Linked DNA regions of Ovis aries: region 2 is linked to region 1. A link is a contact called in public Hi-C data. All regions are on one chromosome and are shown on one strand. Each heading gives the region's core, a stretch centred on a gene start, on an enhancer-like site or on the middle of the called end of the contact. The rest is flanking DNA. Distances are from core to core; before and after follow the strand shown. Region 1 overlaps FLNB (filamin B). Region 2 holds the start of FLNB (filamin B).

Region 1 (3,769 bases), core at 386-2,885:
GAATTGTTTTGTGAACCTCTTATATAGGAATGTTAGAAGCTACCTTTGCGCTAGACATACAACTTTAGGTTTTTTAACTGGACCCAGAAAGCAAATTGAGAGTGGGGTTTACTTCTAATTATAGAGTAGCCACCTGCATTCCAAGGACCTTGTAATAGCACTGAAATGTTTGTCTGCCTTGGTCGAGGTGGGGTTGATCTGGTCTTTTTTTGCACCATCCTCTGGCTCTTCCTGCGGAAGAGAACAACATTTAGACTTTTGGAAACCACTGATCCGAAGTTTGGAACTAGGTCAGATGTTTTCAAGTGCTACATTTTCCAAGTAGACCTGAAAAAGTCCAGTCTTCCCAATTACTGGACCCTTGAGTATGGCAGTGAAGTTTGAGCAACGTCCAATCCCAGGTCTTAACTCTCTTTTACCACCGAGAGGATAAATGCCAGGATTCAGCAAATACCAGGAGTCCAGCGAATTCACGCTGTGCGCTCCTGCTTTTTTTGCCAAAGTAACTTTTCCCCAGTCCCTGGACAAAGTTATATTGTGTCTTTATTTGCTAGCCTGGTGTGCTCCCTGAACAAGACCCCTGGTCTCAGGCAGCTGCTGCACACTCTGCAAAGCAAACATTTTCTTGGCGGGTGGCTCAAAGTTACCTTGGCTTACTCAACTCAGACTAAAGAATAAAAGGTTGAATTGATGTCGAAACTGTGCTTACAGCCTGCAATCCAAACGCCTGCCGGGCCAGTGGCCGAGGCCTGCAGCCTAAAGGCATTCGCATCCGAGAAACTGCAGACTTCAGGGTTGACACCAAAGCTGCTGGAAGTGGAGAGCTCGGCGTCACCATTAAGGGTCCTAGTAAGTGCTCCTTTGCTTCCCTGTCTCAATGTGATTTCAGCTTAACTTGACAGCCATGACCTATGGGTCTCATCACACAGCCAGTTCTGATCAATTTATCCCAGAGAGCTGAGTCAGAGATTGGAGGCTCTCTCTGCTCCATGTAGAAGGAAACTGATGGTTTAGTCATGTCTGCCCTGGATGTGGGAACAGTATTGGATTGACAGCCTCACATTATGTTAGGGCTTCCGGAAAAAGAAATAAATATTGGAGCTGGAACAGCAATATGAAATGGCCTATTTTTTTTTTAATTTGAGGAAACCTAGGCTCAGAGAGGAAGGGTCTTGTCCACAGTCACAAAGCTTTTAAACATCTGAGCTGGAATTCAAGCCTGATCTCCAAAGCCAGTAATTTTCCCCTCTACAGGTTACATTTTATAGACAATGAAATTATGGCAGATACCTAATTACTTTGATGAGTGCTTATAGAAGGAGAATAAATTCCCTACGATTAAGCCTTCTCTGTAGATAAATGCCACTTGTGGAAGAGTGCATGCACCTTGCAACTCACTGTCGCTCTTTCATGAGAAAAGAGACAGGAGAACAGGTATCTACTCTCTTCATGAGTTCCCCACCCTGGGTCAGAGAAACAGCTCGACATTTTCCAGCTGTGAGTCCGGTAGCCTCAGCAGTTTTACTCCCCGGCTTTGTAAAATCCTCGCTTTCTCTTCCGGGACTGTTCTCACTCCCCTATGTTCCTAACAGGCTGTGGCAGGAGTGTTCTGAGCTCCAGAAAGTTAATATTTCATCTCAGAGCACTGAGTTTTGGGGCAGCTATGCCCTGAAGGCAGGCAGGGTTCTAGACTGCCCAGACCTGGAGTCAGGCTGCTCGAGGGCTGGCCTCCCTTTTGGCTTGTTGCTACAGGAACTGAGGAGGCGGTTTTTTTTGGTTTTTTTTTTTTTTTTTTTTCCCTGACCTTAGATTCTTACTTGACTAAATGGCTTTCCCAGCCAAACCTCAGGGCTCAACATAAAACAAGTTCCTGCCTGATGGCTCAGACTGGAGTTTGTGAGGTAGCCTCTGAAACCTGTTCTCTTGGAGATAGCTTACAAGAGCTTTCTTGCTTTCATTGTCCAGTTTTAGTTGAAAAGGATATGCCAGGATCCTAATGCCAAACACTCATAAGCATTTACTCCTTCTACCATTTTTAAAAAATGTTCTTTGCCTTTTTTATATTGGAATGTAGGCTTCCCCAGTGGCTCATTGGTAAAGAATCTGCCGATGCAGGAAACATTGTTGATTAACAATGTTGTATTAGTTTCAGGTGTACAGCAAACTGATTCAGTTATACAGACCTATGCATCTATTCATTTTGAAGTTCTTTTCCCATTTAGATTATTACAGAATATTGAGTAGAGTTCCCTGTGCAATTCTTATGGGCAGCTAAAAAGGATGGCTTTTTGATCACTGAAAAATATTACCAGCCCCAGGGGTTTAGGACCTCATAGGTCCCTCATACATGAGAAAGATTTCTAAAGCCAGTGAGCTGGGAAATCTTCCATTTCCCCTTACTTTGAAGTAGACATGTGTCTGTTTTCAGCTTTGGAGTATCCTCCCAATTTGGGGTGGGGGAATCCCACACTCTGAGATCATCCACGTGGTTTTATTTTGTGGCTGTTGCTGTCTTTCTGTTCCTGTCTTGTGGATTCTCGTTCTGGGTCTGGATGCCTATTGGAAAGACGGTGTGCTTCCTTCCCACAGAGGGTCTGGAGGAGCTGGTGAAACAGAAAGGCTTTCAGGATGGAGTCTATGCATTTGAGTATTACCCCAGCACCCAGGGGAAATACAGCATCTCCATCACTTGGGGGGGACACCACATTCAAAAGAGGTGAGTCTCTAGCAGGAATTGTGTCTTCTCCCGAGGCCTGCTCAGCCCAGGACAGGCTTGTGGTGCTCATTTCCCAGGCTGCAGGAGGGAAGGGGAGCTGCTCTGTCAAAAGCTTTTTTTTTTCTTTTTTCAGAACAGTACACAGTCATTTGGCCTGTTCTCAAATGCAGCAGAAAGTCGCTGTGGTTTCAGCTGCCTCGTTTCAAATCAAAAGCTGGCGGTTTAAAGCTGTGGGGAGGCAGACAAGCCAGGAGGAACAGTGATACAGAGCAAATGGGCTGTGTGTCTATAGCCCTAATTTAAACAGATTCTCTTTCTTTCGATATGTGCCTCTCTGTTCATGAATGCCATGGGTAAAATGGCAGAATCTGCTGTGGTTGACATTAGAGTCCTCGCTGTGAGTGTGGTCAGGATGCAAGGGGCACAGTCTATAGCTTTGCCTTGTGGGCCTCACTTGCCTTCCCTGTATTCACATGCTTTCCAGCTTTCCTGGGGGCAGCTTTAGGCTCTGAATAAATTCTATTTACTTCAAGAGATGTCTGTGTATATTTTAAGCTTCTGAGAATCTAAGCAATGTTTTTTAAATCTCCCGTGCCGAAGTTAAAGCGCATTTATTGATGTTTGAGATAAAGCATATTCAACCCTGTTTTCTTGTTTTAGCACTGGCAGCAGATGGAATGTAGACACTCGCTTGGCCTTCCAGGCTCATAGTCTGGTGTACATACAAGGCAAATGACCAGGATAGTGCCAGGCAGTGTGGTTTGAAACAGTCCTATTACATGATATTGTTGACGTAACAATGGTTGTGGGGGAACCTGTATGGAGGAAGGGCTTGGCTGGAGCTTGGGGCTGCAGATAAAAGGATAAGGCCAGTGGAAAGAGTGTGTATAAAGAGCTTGTGGTTGTATGTAGCCCTTTCTCTGCTTCTCTTTAATGCTTCCTCTGTTCCTTTCCTTCTAGCCCTTTTGAAGTTCAAGTTGGCCCTGAAGCAGGCATGCAGAAAGTCCGTGCATGGGGACCTGGCCTCCACGGCGGGATTGTTGGGCGGTCAGC
Region 2 (3,769 bases), core at 649-3,148, 77 kb before region 1:
AAGCAAGGTTACCCACAGCGCCTTTAGTGAATCTGCTGCTCAGCTTGTGTAGACAAAGACAAGGTCCAGGCTGGGAACAGCATGGTGGCTTTAGGCATAGTACAGACTTTGGCATTAGACCCAGGTTCAAGTCCAGCTTTGTCCAGTCCTTACCAGCTGACCTCCAGCAAATTTCTTCACTTAATCACAAAGAAGGGGAATGATTCTTCCAATAGTTACTGATCCTAACAATGGGCCAGAGCCAGGGCCAGGGCCAGGTAATACCTTCTCTTCCTCAAGACTCTTTTGAGCATTTCCAGTGAGTGAGGCAATCTATCTGAAAAAAGTGCTTCACCTGTACACAAATGACCCGTTACGTAATGCCTCAACCACACATCTGTGGGCTCCTCCCAGAGCTGGAAGCCCTTGACATCTCTCCATCCTGCCCAACCCCTCTTCCCAACTGGGTCCTTAAAGAATTAGATGTGACTATGGAGAACCAGAGAGAAGACAGCATGAGAAAGACTCCGCCTGATGTTGCTGGCTTTGAAGACAAAGAAAGCAGCCTCCGCCAAGGAATTTGGGAAGTTTCTAGAAGCTGGAAACGGCAAAGAAATGGGTTCTTCCCTAAAGCCTCCAGAAGGGAACGGATCCTGCCAATACCTTGATTTTAGCTCAGTGAGCCCTCTGAGGGACTCTAAACTACAGAAAAGCAAGATAACAGTGTGTGTGTGTGTGTGTGTGTGTGTGTGTGTGTTTTAAAGACAAAGTTTTGGTAGTTTGTTACAGCAGCATTAAGGAACTAATACACATGGCAAATTACGGTTCATTTCTGCCACCACCATTAGGGTGTTTGTGTTAGATGATTTATACTTTTTTCTTCCATTAGTCTATGAACTCCTCAAGGTTAAATTATAAGTTTGTCTTATTTACCATTTGTTGGCAGGTGCTAAGAAGGCTCATAGGCCTCAGTTAGCAGGCAATCAATAAATACTATGAAGGATAATACTATAATTCATATGTGTCCAGTTAATATGAGAAGGAAAATGTCAATTTCAGGGACTTTCCTGGTTACGGTGGTTAAGAATTCGCCTTCCAGTGCAGGCGACAAATTTCCATCCCTGGTTCGGGACCTAAGATCCCACATTCCACCTGGCAACTAAGCCAGCGCGCCCCGACTACTGAGCCTGTGCTTTGGAGCCTGAGCGCGCCAAGGAAAGGTCCCACATGACGCAACTGAGACCCGAGGCAGCCAAATAAATTTATTTTTTTTAATGTCCATTTCCTTCCCGAAGCTCCGAGTGCCTAACACGGAGGCTGTGGACTGTGTTAGTTGCTCAGTCGCGTCCGACTCTGCGCACCCGTGGACTGTAACCCGCCAGGCTTCTCTGTCCCTGGAATTCTCCCGGCAAGAATACTGGAGTGGATTCCCATTCCCTTCTCCAGAGGGACTTCCCAACCCAGGGATCGAATTCTGGCCTCCTGTCTCGCAACCAGATTCTTTGCCGTTTGAGCTACAGGGAAGTCCTTAACACAGAGCCTAGCACACAGCAATAGCTCAGTGAAAGGTTTTATTGAAACTTATTGAACCTGCAGGTGGATGAAATACCCCTCCCCGCCAACCCCTCCCGCGTGACCCATGCCACCGTCCCTGCCCATTCTGTCCAGGTTCCTACCTCTGCACGTCCCCTCACTCTGGCACCGGGTGACCTCCTTGAGAAGCTGGACATCTCCCGCCTAGCTTCCTTTCACCGAGGCTGTGAGCACAGAGCGCGGGGACCCCAGAGGACTTGGACTCCCGGGCCGTAATGCTCGCTTCGAGCGGCAGGGGGCGAGCGTGGCCCGGGAGCGCCCTCCTGAGGGTTGGGACTGGGCGGAGCTTCAGGGGCGGGCCGACGCAGTGCGCAGGCGCGGGGCCAGACGCCTCGCGCGGCCACGGGCAGGCGGGCGCAGAGCAGCCCCAGCTGCGGCTTCGGTAGCAGCGAGTTCGAGCCCCGCTCCCGCTCCGCTTTGGTTTTGCGCTCCCCGCGGCCCTTGGGCCTCCATACGCCAGTCCCCGGCAACTCGCTGCGCATAGCGCTCTTCCCGCCGCCAAAATGCCGGTAACCGAGAAGGACCTGGCGGAGGACGCGCCCTGGAAGAAGATCCAGCAGAACACCTTCACGCGTTGGTGCAACGAGCACCTTAAGTGCGTGAACAAGCGCATAGGGAACCTGCAGACCGACCTGAGCGACGGGCTGCGGCTCATCGCGCTCCTGGAGGTGCTCAGCCAGAAGCACATGTACCGCAAGTACCACCAGCGGCCCACCTTCCGCCAGATGCAGCTGGAGAACGTGTCGGTGGCGCTCGAGTTCCTGGACCGCGAGAGCATCAAGCTCGTGTCCATCGGTGAGTGCCCTGGCCCGGCCGGTACCCCTCGCCCTCCAGCCTGCACCGCGCGTGCGCCCCTGTGGAGGCTGAAGCTCCCCGTCGGGTGCCCCCCCACCACCGCGCCGAGCAGCCGCGGGCTCCGTGTGGGCTCCGGGGCCGGGGGACGTTGTCCCCCGAGGGCGCGAGGACAAAGGGGACCTAGGCCCCCTCGGGAGATCCATCCTCCAGGGCGCTCTCCTCGTGTGCTCGCTCCCCGCCGTGCGCCGGGGCTGTGCGCCTGTTGGGGGCGGTGGGTTGAAGGTTCGGGTTGAGGCCGCACCGGGAGAGTCGGGGCTGTGGCATTTCTCGGGAGCTGGGGCGTCGCAGCGGGGGCCGGGGGACTGGAAGCCTCAGGTCCGCGGTCCCTGGGGGGTGGAGCCCTCGTCCGGCGCTCCCCCGAGCGCTCGCCCCGCTGCGCCCCGCGGCCGCCGAATGGGCGTTGGCTGGGAGGCCAGGTGGGGAGGCCCCGGGAGGGACTGTTCTCCGAATCCGGGGCCTCCCGCCCAGGTGGAGACGGGGACCTGGCGGTCGCCGGAAGGGGTTTGGGCCCCGAGGTGGGAAGGGGAGCCGCGGGGGTGTGTCTTCCTCGCTCCCAGCTCAGCTCTGGCTGCGCTGTCGCCGCCGAAGGTGTCGTTCGGAGATGGGTGGTGGTCGCAGTAACCGCTGCCTTGTAGGAGCCCCAGCTAGTGCGCGCCGGGCGCCCACAGCCTTCCCAGTCACCTCCCTCCTCGCGCAGCCTGCGAGCGGGGGCGCCGTCAGACCCCTGTTGCAGACGAGGCGGGGCCAGGGCGTTAATGGGCTCGCTCAGGCTAGCGAGGGTCCAGCTGAGAATGGAAGGAAGTGGGTGACAATTAAAGGAGACTTTGCTTTCCTCTCCCCGCCCTCCCCACACCAGGGTCTTCCTGAGAGGGAGGAGGGAGTTGGTGTTGGGTTCCTCTCCCGCGCCTCGCCCCGACCCGCAACGCGGGAGGAAGAGTTGGGGTGAGGTCCCGCCTGTGACCTCGGCTGGTTGAGGGCTTCTGGAAGGGCCACAAGGCGGCTGATGGGTGTGGACTCTGAGGATCGGGGCGAGAGGCGTGGAGTGTGTGTGCCCGCGCGAGTGTGTTGGTGTGCAGAGTGAATGTACACAGAGCATGTGTGTGGAGAGCATGTCACTGTGCGGAGAATGTGCACACCTACACAGGGCGCGCGTTCTGCCAGGTGAGCCTCTTGCCCGTGAGGAGCTGCCTCAGGTCTCTTCCCCAGGAAAGCAGGCCTGACGCTGGGTGCCGAGGCTGAGCCTCCTCGGCCTCTCCACCGCTCTCCCCCACGCCCGTCAAGGCAGGCAGGGCTGCTTCCGGGACCACCGCCCAGTTAGCCTCCCCATCGGGGGTGGCTTCCC

The links. Hi-C and Micro-C count contacts between places; a contact is called where the count stands out from the background.
Region 2: a Hi-C map of liver shows a contact between it and region 1, with 3 times the contacts expected there. The contact joins the promoter of FLNB here to the enhancer-like site in region 1. A contact is called at or near these places in 6 of 16 Hi-C or Micro-C datasets (liver, mixed tissues, muscle and 3 more).

The regions. Positions count from the first base shown.
Region 1 is chr19:43,307,442-43,311,210 of ARS-UI_Ramb_v3.0, reverse strand. FLNB (filamin B) reads left to right here. Exons shown (of 46, transcript XM_060402298.1): 9 at 712-849; 10 at 2,590-2,716; 11 at 3,677-3,769. Among named protein-coding and RNA genes, the nearest start is that of TRNAG-UCC, 23 kb to the left of the region's middle. Within about 2 kb of position 1,635, at least 21 of the 54 cell types and tissues checked have an H3K27ac peak or open chromatin away from gene starts, as enhancers often do. A contact at or near this core is called in liver, where this site is marked.
Region 2 is chr19:43,384,291-43,388,059 of ARS-UI_Ramb_v3.0, reverse strand. FLNB (filamin B) reads left to right here and starts at 1,898. Exons shown (of 46, transcript XM_060402298.1): 1 at 1,898-2,367. The coding sequence starts at 2,076.